Regions from separate parts of the Pan troglodytes genome. Here region 1 is linked to region 2. Evidence: chromatin contacts called from public Hi-C data. All regions are on one chromosome and are shown on one strand. The core of a region is the stretch at or near the end of the contact, and the rest is flanking DNA. Distances in the headings are between cores, read along the strand shown.

Region 1 (4,737 bases), core at 232-2,731, 140 kb after region 2:
TACAATATACAGAAGAAACAGACATTTAAGAATAGTATTCAAAGTGATAATAGAAACCAATAGTAAAATTTAAAATATAAATATAAAAAAGAGGGCCAGGCACGGTGGCTAACGCCTGTAATCCCAGCAATTTGGGAGGCTGAGGTGGGTGGATCACGAGGTCGGGAGTTTGAGACCAGCTTGGCCAGCATGGTGAAACCCTATCTCTACGAAAAATACAAAAATTAGCAGGGCATGGTGGCACGTGCCTGTAGTCCCAGCTACTCGGGAGGCTGAGGTAGGAGAATCGCTTGACCCTGGGAGGCAGAGGTTGTAGTGAGCCGAGACTGTGCCACTGCACTCCAGCGTGGGCGACAGAGCGAGACACTGTTTCAAAAAAAAAAAATATATATATATGTATATATATATATATATGAAAAGCGGAAGAGAAAGGGGGAAAGGGTGGTTAATAAAATCACCACAGCAGGAAGTCAACAGATACAACAGACACAGTTAAAATTAATAAATCAAGTAATAGAGGCATGAGTATATTATTTACGGTTATAAAATTTAAAAAATTAACATGACAACAAACATGGTAAAAAACAAAAAACAAAACACAGTTGTTTCCAGGAGTTGGGGTATTGGGAAATGAGAGATAGCTTTAAACTTTTTATTTCTAACCTTCTATTGGAATTGAATCTGCATTTCCATCTACATTAATTATATTTGAGATTTTCTTTTTAAATTAGGCAAGCACTATTCACAATAGCAAAGACATGGAATCAACCTAAATGCCCATCAATGGCAGATTGGCTAAAGAAAATGTGGTACATATACACAATGGAATACTATGCAGCCATAAAAAAGAATGAGATCATGTCCTTTGCAGGAACGTGGATGGAGCTGGAGGCCATTATCCTTAGCAAACTGATGCAGGAACGGAAAAACCAAATATTGCATGTTCTCACTTACAAGTGGGAGCTAAATGATGAGAACACATGGACAGAAAGAGGGTAACAACAGACACTGGGGCCTGCTTGAGGGTGGAGGGTAGGAGGCAGTAGAAGATAAGAAAAAATAAATATTAGGTACTAGGCTTGATAACTGGGTGACGAAATAATCTGTACAACAACCCCCATGACACAAGTTTACCTATATTAAAAACCTGCATATGGACCTCTGACCCTAAAATAAAAGTTTAAAAATAAAATAAAATAAAATTAGGCAAAAAATCTAGGTAATTCTGACATTGTCCTACTGGCTCAGGGACTATTGCGGTAGGATCAAGTTAAACTCTCAGGCAGGCAGCCAAGGCCCCTCGCTGCCCCATGCACCCACCTACCTCTGCTTGGGAGCCAGGATTGGCACCTCCTCCAGGAAGCCCTCAGGAGGAAGAGGGCGCCCTCTGCCGGGGCAGGAACGCCAGCACGCCTGGGGAGCAGCCCTTTGCGCATCATCAGGGACTCCGCCCCTATCCCTCAGCAAGGGCCTCCCTCCCCCGCATCACGTGATCCCAGCTCCTTTTCAGCTAGTGGGTGGAACCCCAGGAGGGAAAACTCAGGGAAGCCCAGGTGAGAGCGACGCGACCGATGGGGCCCGGATTTCTTGGATGCTGGGGAACCGTCCCAGTAAGGCTTGGGAACCTGGGTGGGGCGCCTTTCAGAACGGGACCGATGGGAGAGAGACGAGAAGGGTTATGGGCACGAACCCCGTTCAGTATCTGCTCCTTGCGCAGTGTGAGAACTGGGAGAGAGACTCCTGGCCCTTCCACTTCCTGTGCTTCCTTGGGTGAGTGTCTTAACATCTCAGAATCTCAGTGTCCTCACCTGTGGCTGCCAGTATGAAATGAAATAAGCACATAAGTCATAAATAAATGGTATCTTATTAGGTCCCATTTAAGCGAATGTGTGAACTCTCAGAGACAAGAAGACCCTGGAGGCCACTGTAGCTCGGCCCTGTTTGGAGGCAGGCCTCTCCACCCTCACCCAGGACACCAGCTCCTGCTGGGTGCTCCCCTCCCTGGAGTGCTCACCCCTAGGCCTCAGGAGTGGAAGGGTCTGGGAGAGCTGGCTGGAAGAGGGGCTCCTCCCAGTTCCCACTGAACGGGCTGACAGGTCGGACTCTCCAAGACAAAGTCTCCTCTTTCTGTCTCCACACAGGGCCCGTGTTGTGCTTTTGGCCCAGGTAGGTGGACAGACATGTCCCAGGAGGGGGACGTTGAAGGCCCCAGCACAGGAGACCCTGTGCTCAGTCCCCAACACAACTGTGAGCTTTTACAGAACATGGAAGGAGCCAGCTCCATGCCAGGCCTGTCACCAGATGGGCCGGGAGCAAGCTCTGGGCCCGGAGTCAGGGCTGGCAGCAGAAGGAAGATCCCCAGGAAGGAGGCCCTTCGAGGTGGCAGCTCCTGGGCTGCAGGTGCTGCTGAGGTCCGGCCAGGGGTCTTGGAGCTGCTAGCTGTGGTACAGAGCCGGGGCTCGATGCTGGCTCCTGGGCTCCACATGCAGCTGCCCTCGGTGCCTGCTCAGGGGAGAGCTCTGACCTCCAAGAGGCTCCAGGTTTCTCTGTGTGACATCTTAGATGACAGTTGCCCCAGGAAACTTTGTAGCAGGTCTGCTGGTCTCCCAGAGAGAGCTCTGGTCTGCAGGGAGAGGCTTGCAGAGGTGGAGGAGGTGAGCTGCCCCAGGCCCAGGGAGGCCAGAGACGGTGGAATGAGTTCTCCAGGGTGTGACAGAAGAAGCCCCACACTCAGCAAAGAGGAGCCCCCTGGAAGGCCCCTGACGTCCTCACCAGGCCCAGTCCCTGTGAGGGTAAGAAAGAAATGGAGGAAGCAAGGGGCTCATTCAGAGTGTGAGGAAGGGGCTGGTGACTTCCTGTGGCTTGATCAGAGCCCTCGTGGGGACAACCTCCTGTCTGTGGGAGACCCTCCCCAAGTTGCTGAACTGGAGTCCTTGGGAGGCCCTTGCAGACCTCCCTCTCCAAAAGACACTGGGTCTGGGCCTGGAGAGCCAGGTGAAAGTGGGGCAGGATGTGCCTCAGGGACTGAGAAATTTGGATATTTGCCCGCTACAGGGGATGGGCCCCAGCCAGGCAGCCCCTGTGGCCCTGTCGGGTTCCCAGTGCCCAGTGGAGGGGAGTCCCTCAGTTCAGCTGCACAGGCTCCTCCACAGAGCGCAGCACTGTGCCTGGGGGTGTCAGCACAGGCCTCTGCAGAGCAGCAAGAAGCTGTGTGTGTCGTGCGGGCTGGCAGCGATGAAGGCCGGGCTCCAGCACAGGACCAGGAGGAGCTGGAGGCCAAGGCTCAGCCAGCTTCCAGGGGAAGGCTGGAGCAAGGACTCGCTGCCCCCGCTGACACCTGTGCCAGCTCCTGGGAGCCCTTGGGCGGCCTCAGCTCCTCCCTGGATACTGAAGCCAGCAGGGCCTGCTCAGGCCCGTTCATGGAGCAGAGAAGATCCAAGGGCACTAAGAACCTGAAGAAAGGTCCAGTGCCCTGTGCCCAAGACCGGGGCACAGACAGAAGCTCAGACAACTCCCACCAGGACAGGCCAGAGGAACCCAGCCCAGGAGGCTGCCCCAGACTGGTGAGCTGAGTCTGAGAGTTTGGGATAGGAAGGGCCTGGCCATGTTTCTCAATAGCATACTTGGCAGTGGAATTTAATAAAGCTAAGCTAAATGGGCGCTTCATGAACATTCTCACATCCCTATTAACTAAACTGGGTAAAATGAGGCCCACAAACCGGGAAAGAGAAAATAAACTACATTCGCTGAATCCTTGTGAGGGGTCATTATCTTTTGGAGTCAGTCCTGGGTTCGAATTTTGCCTCTGCCCACTTCCTAGCTGAGTGACTGTGGGATGTTTTCTTAACCTCTCTAGGTTTCCTCATTGTAAAAAAAGGATACTAATTGCAGCTTCATGGGGTTGTTTCAAGGATTAAATGAGATTATGGTATAAAATAATGTGCCTAGGCCTGGTGCAGTGGCTCACGCCTGTAATCCCAGTACTTTAGGAGGCAGAGGCAGGCGGATCACGAGGTCAAGAGATCAAGACCATCCTGGCCAACATGGTGAAACCCTGTCTCTACTAAAAATACAAAAATTAGCTGGGCGTGGTGGCACATGCCTGTTCCAGCTACTCTGGAGGCTGAGGCAGGAGAATGACTTGAACCTGGGAAGCAGAGGTTGCAGTGAGCTGAGATCGCACCACTGTACTCCAGCCTGGTGACAGAGCAAGACTCTGTCTAAAACAAACAAACAAACAAACAAAAAAAAGGTGCCTAGCACAGCACAAGGCACAAGGTAAATTGCTTAATTCGTGTTAAATTTGCTTTTCCTTTAGTGTTCACAGTTACCCTGTAAGATAGGCGTTAGCGCCATATAACCAGATGGGGAAACTGAGGCTCAGAGGGTTAATAATATTCTCCAGGCTCACATAGCTAGGGAGTCAGTGACCAGCCATGTTCCCTATATCACCACTTCCCTTTCCTTTGTTCTTTTACTTATAATCATCATCATTTTATTAATAATCATAGCTAACATTTATACACCAAAGGCAGAAGAAGACTCTACTTGTTTTTGGTGTATATTTCTCACATAGTTGGATTTTCATCACATTTATTGAATATGCATGATGTGCTAGATGTTTTTGATTTAATCTTCACACGACGTCCACGGAGGTGAGGTTACAGACCCAGCTGGTGAATGGGAGCAAGGGTACAAGCCTAGGCGGTCTGTCTTGAGAGCTCACTGCACTGCCTT
Region 2 (4,875 bases), core at 305-2,804:
CAAGGAAGAGAGAAGGAGGAGGAGAACCAGGGGTCTGTGGCCTCACAGAAGCTCAGGAAGGAGAGTTAAGAAAGAAAGTGGTCAGGGTGAGGCATGGTGGCTCATGCCTGCAATCCCAGCACTTTGGGAGGCTGAGGTAGGAGGATCACTTGAGGCCAGGAGATTGAGACCAGCCTGGCAACATAGGGAGACCCCGTTTCTATTTAAAAAAATTAAATACAAGCCCGGGCGCGGTGGCTCATGCCTGTAATCCCAGCACTTTGGGAGGCCGAGGTGGGCAGATCATCTGAGGTCAGGACTTTGAGACCAGCCTGACCAACATGGAGAAACCCCGTCTCTACTAAAAATACAAACTTAGCCGGGTGTGGCGGCACATGCCTGTAGTCCCAGCTACTTGGGAGGCTGAGGCAGGAGAATTACTTGAACCCAGGAGGTGGAGGTTGCAGTGAGCAGAGATCGCGCCATTGCACTCCAGCCTGGGCAACAAGAATGAAACAACATCTCAAAAAAAAAAAAATAAATAAACAAATAAGTATGAAAGAAAAGAAGCCAGGCACGGTGGCTCACACCTGTAATCCCAACACTTTGGGAGGCCGAGGTGGGTGGATCACTTGAGGTCAGGAGTTTGAGACCAGCCTGGTCAACATGGTGCAACATCGTCTCTACTAAAAGTACAAAAATTAGCTGGCGTGGTGGTGGGCGCCTGTAATTTCAGCTACCCAGGAGGCTGAGACGGGAGAATTGCTTGAACCCGGGAGGTGGAGGTTGCCGCAAGCTGTGATCTCGCCACTGTACTCCAGCCTGGGCGACAGAGTGAGACTCCCTCTCAAAAAAACAAAACAGGCTGGGCACGGTGGCTCACGCCTATAATCCCAGCACTTTGGGAGGCTGAGGTGGGTGGATCACCTGAGGTCAGGAGTTCGAGACCAGCCTGTCCAGCATGGTGAAACCCCGTCTCTACTAAAAATACAAAAATTAGCCGGGTGTGGTGGCACATGCGCCTGTAATCCCAGCTACTCAGGAGGCTGAGGCAGGAGAATCACTTGAACCTGGGAGGCGGATGTTGCAGTGAGCCGAGATCACGCCATTACACTCCAGCCTGGACAACGAGAGTGAAACTCCGTCTCAGAAAAAAAATAAAAAAGAAAGAAAGAAAGTGGTCAACAGCGCTGACTGTTTAGAGGAGGCAAGTAGGAAAGGCCTGGAAAAAGTCTTTGGATTTGGTGATGAAAAGATCATCACTGAGTGTGATGACAGACAGTTCAGTGGCCGGGCAGAAGTCAAATGACAGGGACTGAGAAATGAGTGGACAGTGAGAATGGGAGTCAGGGTTTCGACTCTCCTGAGGCCTGGGATACGGAGGGAAGGAGAGAGTTTGTCCAAAGGCAAAAAGTTTGTGTCAAACAAGATTCCAGAGAAAGGCCTGGCTGCTGTTGAGAGACCCAGGAGTAGCTAAGGCCTTATTCTGGGTTCAGGAGGGCCTGGGAAGATGCTGTCTTGTTTGTGAACCTGAAGTGAAAGCTCACCAGAGGGGCCAGCAGAGGGAACTGCCCTGCGAGAAGGCCCCAGCTTTGCGGCTGGGTTTTCCCCACTCTGCATCTAGTTTCCTTGATCCACTGATTATCTTGGGCTGGTTTTGCTGAATGACTCAGGAGCTTGAGCAAGCTTTGCTACTCAGTTTCACAGCTCTGGGGGAGGGGAAGTTGGATTCCTTTCTGATAGCTGGGAAACAGTCATTAGATATTGAAGGAAGAAGGACAATTGGGCCCCAGCTTCAGAGAGAGAGAGAAAAAAAAAAAACGGCTCTCCAAGCCTTTATTTATTTATTTATTTATTTATGAGATGGAGTTTCGCTCTTGTTGCCCAGGCTGGAGTACAATGGTGCGATCTCGGCTCACGGCAATCGCTGCCTCCCGGGTTCAAGCGATTCTCCTGCCTCAGCCTCCTAAATAGCTGGGATTACAGGCATGTGCCACCATACCTGGCTAATTTTGTATTTTTAGTAGAGACAGGGTTTCTCCATGTTGATCAGGCTGGTCTCGAACTCCTGACCTCAGGCGATCTGCCCACCTCGGCCTCCCAAAGTGCTGGGATTACAGGCATGAGCCACCATGCCCGGCTCCTTTATTCTTAATAAAAATAACAATATCTAACAGTTATTGAGTGCTTTTACCATTGCCAGGCAATGTTCTATGGGCCTCCCGGCTTTATCTCTGGGGTTGACTACTTGTTATTATCCTTGTTTGACATAGGGAGTTGAGAGTTAGGTGAAATGACTTGCCTGGGGTATCCAGCCAGTCACTGGAAGAGCTGAGACTTGACTGCCAAAAGCCCATGTCCTTAACCACTGTGCAACACCGCACCTCTTAGGACCTCTCTAGGTGACCCAGCAAGGCCTGTGGGATTGAGGAGGGGCCTCCCAAATGAAGATCCTGGGCAAATGGCTGGAAAACAAAATCCTTAAAAAGAAGCTTCTCCCCTGCTAGGATTTCTGCTGAGAAGGAAGGGACAAGATCCCCTGAGCTTGTTCTGAGGCTCCTTATCACCTGAGACCCCCTTCTGTGATTCCTTTCCCCCACTTCAGCTTAGATAAAGGGCCTATTCACAGCCTCCCTGAGCTGTGTCTGGAAGCTGGCCCTGGCAGCAGCTAGTGGTTTGTCCCCTGTCCTGGCTCCTTCCTCCCTGCTTGCCTCCCCTGCCCCTGATTTGACACCTGGTATCTCTTTCCCGTGTCCCTGAGCTCAAGGCATGTGAGGCCCAGGCAGGCACAGTATCACTTTCTTCCTGAACTGTCCCTGAAGCAGGGATAATTTTGTATGCTGTCTGCCCCCTACTCTGTTGTCAGTGCACACTTCCAAGGGTTCCTGTGGAATCCAGGCTCCCGTAAACACCCAAAGAGGAGGAAGTGAGCCAAGCACTAAGCCTGTGATTGCATCAGGACTGACGCACTCTCTGCCTTTTCCCCTACCTCGGTCTCCAGGGGAGCCACGTGGGCAGGCCACTGGGTCAGGCCCAAGCCCTCTCCCCTTCATTTGGCTGAGGGGAAAAGGGGGATGCTATGGAAGGAACACAGACCTCCAGCAGCACCTCCTTGGCCTGGAAGGGAAGTAGCCAACACATTTGAAAGCTGAAGAGAAGGCAAAGGTGGGGTGGCCTGAGGAAAGGGTCTGAAAAGGCTGGGAAGTAAAGTTTTTGGCGTGTCAACTAAGTGCCAGGTTCTCTATACATGTAACACTATTAACAATAGGTCGGGTACAGTGGCTAACATCTGTAATTCCAGCACTTAGGGAGGCAGAGGTGGGAGGATGGCTTGAGGCCAGGAGTTTGACACCAGCCTGGAAAGAAAAAAAGAGAGAAATTTTTAAAAATAATAATAACAATAATAATATCTGACTATGAGGCTCTCGATCAGGAATTCCATTTCTATACTTAAAAGCAACTACCATAGGGGCCGGGCGTGGTGGCTCATGCCTGTAATCCCAGCACTTTAGGAGGTTGAGGTGAGTGGATCACCTGAGGTCAGGAGTTTGAGATCAGCCTGGCCAACATGGTGAAACCCCAATTCTACTAAAAATACAAAAAATTAGCTGGGCGTGGTGGCACATGCCTGTAGTCCCAGCTACTCGGGAGGCTGAAGCATGAGAATTGCTTGAACCCGGAAGGCAGAGCTTGCAAAAGACCGGGCGCAGTGGCTCACACCTGTAATCCCAGCACTTTGGGAGGCTTAGGCGGGTGGATCACCTGAGGTCAGGAGTTCGAGCCCAGCCTGGCCAACATAGTGAAACCCCGTCTCTACTAAAAATACAAAAAATTAGCCAGGCATTATAGTGGGTGCCTGTAATCCCAGCTGCTAGGGAGGCTGAGGCAGGAGAATCACTTGAACCTGGGAGGCAGAGGTTGCAGTGAGTACAATGGTCATGCCATTGTACTCCAACTTGGGCAACAAGAGTGAAACTCCAAAAACTCCATCTCAAAAGCAAACAAACAAAAAAGCAGCTACCGGCCAGGCGCAGTGGCTTACGCCTGTAATCCCAGCACTTTGGGAGGCTGAGGTGGGGAGATCCCCTGAGGTCAGGAGTTCAAGACCAGCCTGGCCAACATGATGAAACCCCGTCTCTACTAAAAATACAAAAATTAGCCGGACACGGTGGCGCACGCCTATAGTCCCAGCTACTGAGGATGCTGAGACTGGAGAATCACTTGAAACTGGGAAGTGGAGGTTGCAGTGAGCCGAGATCATGCCACTGCACTCCAGCCTGGGTGACAGAGTAAGACTCTGTCACACACACACACAAAAAAAAGCAGCTATCATTTTATTGTATGCTGGTGCTATGCAGTTTACATACATATATTCTCTTATCTAAGTCTAGAAACACCCTTATGAGTTATGATTACCCTTTTACAAAGTAAGGAAACTGAGACTCAGAGAGGTGAAAGTTCAGAATTCTCCCAGTCACTCAGCTGGGCATTGGAGAGTTAGGGTGTGGTGGATCTAGGTCTGTCTTCTCTTTGCTTCATCATTATGTATTAATGAATGTCATTTTCTCAATAAGAGTAATGCAGTTACTATTAGCTTTGACTTACAATGGGGAAACTGAGGCTTGGGAAAGTGAGCAGACTTGCCTGAGGACAGAGTACAAGTCTCAACACATCTCACCCTTAATTTTGATGCCCTTACGCTGAGCTCTTATGGGCTTGCCAGAATGTTCGTAAGAGTCCTTGTCAATGCAGCTGAGGCTTCACACAGTTTCCCAGCTCCCCACGAGGTGACAGAACCAGCACCTGCCTCAGTGAAGTCACTTCTCATCCTAGCTTGTGATCATCTCCTCTGTACTCCTGGCTCTCTGGGGGCCAATTCCAGCTCTTCACAATCAT

The links. Hi-C and Micro-C count contacts between places; a contact is called where the count stands out from the background.
Region 1: a contact with region 2 is called in a Hi-C map of induced pluripotent stem cells, with 2.9 times the contacts expected there. The contact joins the promoter of SPOCD1 here to the enhancer-like site in region 2. A contact is called at or near these places in 2 of 7 Hi-C or Micro-C datasets (both in induced pluripotent stem cells) and 1 of 1 other capture datasets (stem cell-derived neural stem cells).

The regions. Positions count from the first base shown.
Region 1 is chr1:199,159,690-199,164,426 of NHGRI_mPanTro3-v2.0_pri, forward strand. It overlaps SPOCD1 (SPOC domain containing 1), which reads left to right and starts at 1,482. Exons shown (of 16, transcript XM_063803714.1): 1 at 1,482-1,553; 2 at 2,142-3,563. The coding sequence starts at 2,181.
Region 2 is chr1:199,018,492-199,023,366 of NHGRI_mPanTro3-v2.0_pri, forward strand. No RefSeq gene overlaps it. Among named protein-coding and RNA genes, the nearest start is that of PTP4A2, 36 kb to the right of the region's middle. Within about 2 kb of position 1,555, at least 12 of the 24 cell types and tissues checked have an H3K27ac peak or open chromatin away from gene starts, as enhancers often do. A contact at or near this core is called in induced pluripotent stem cells and stem cell-derived neural stem cells, where this site is marked.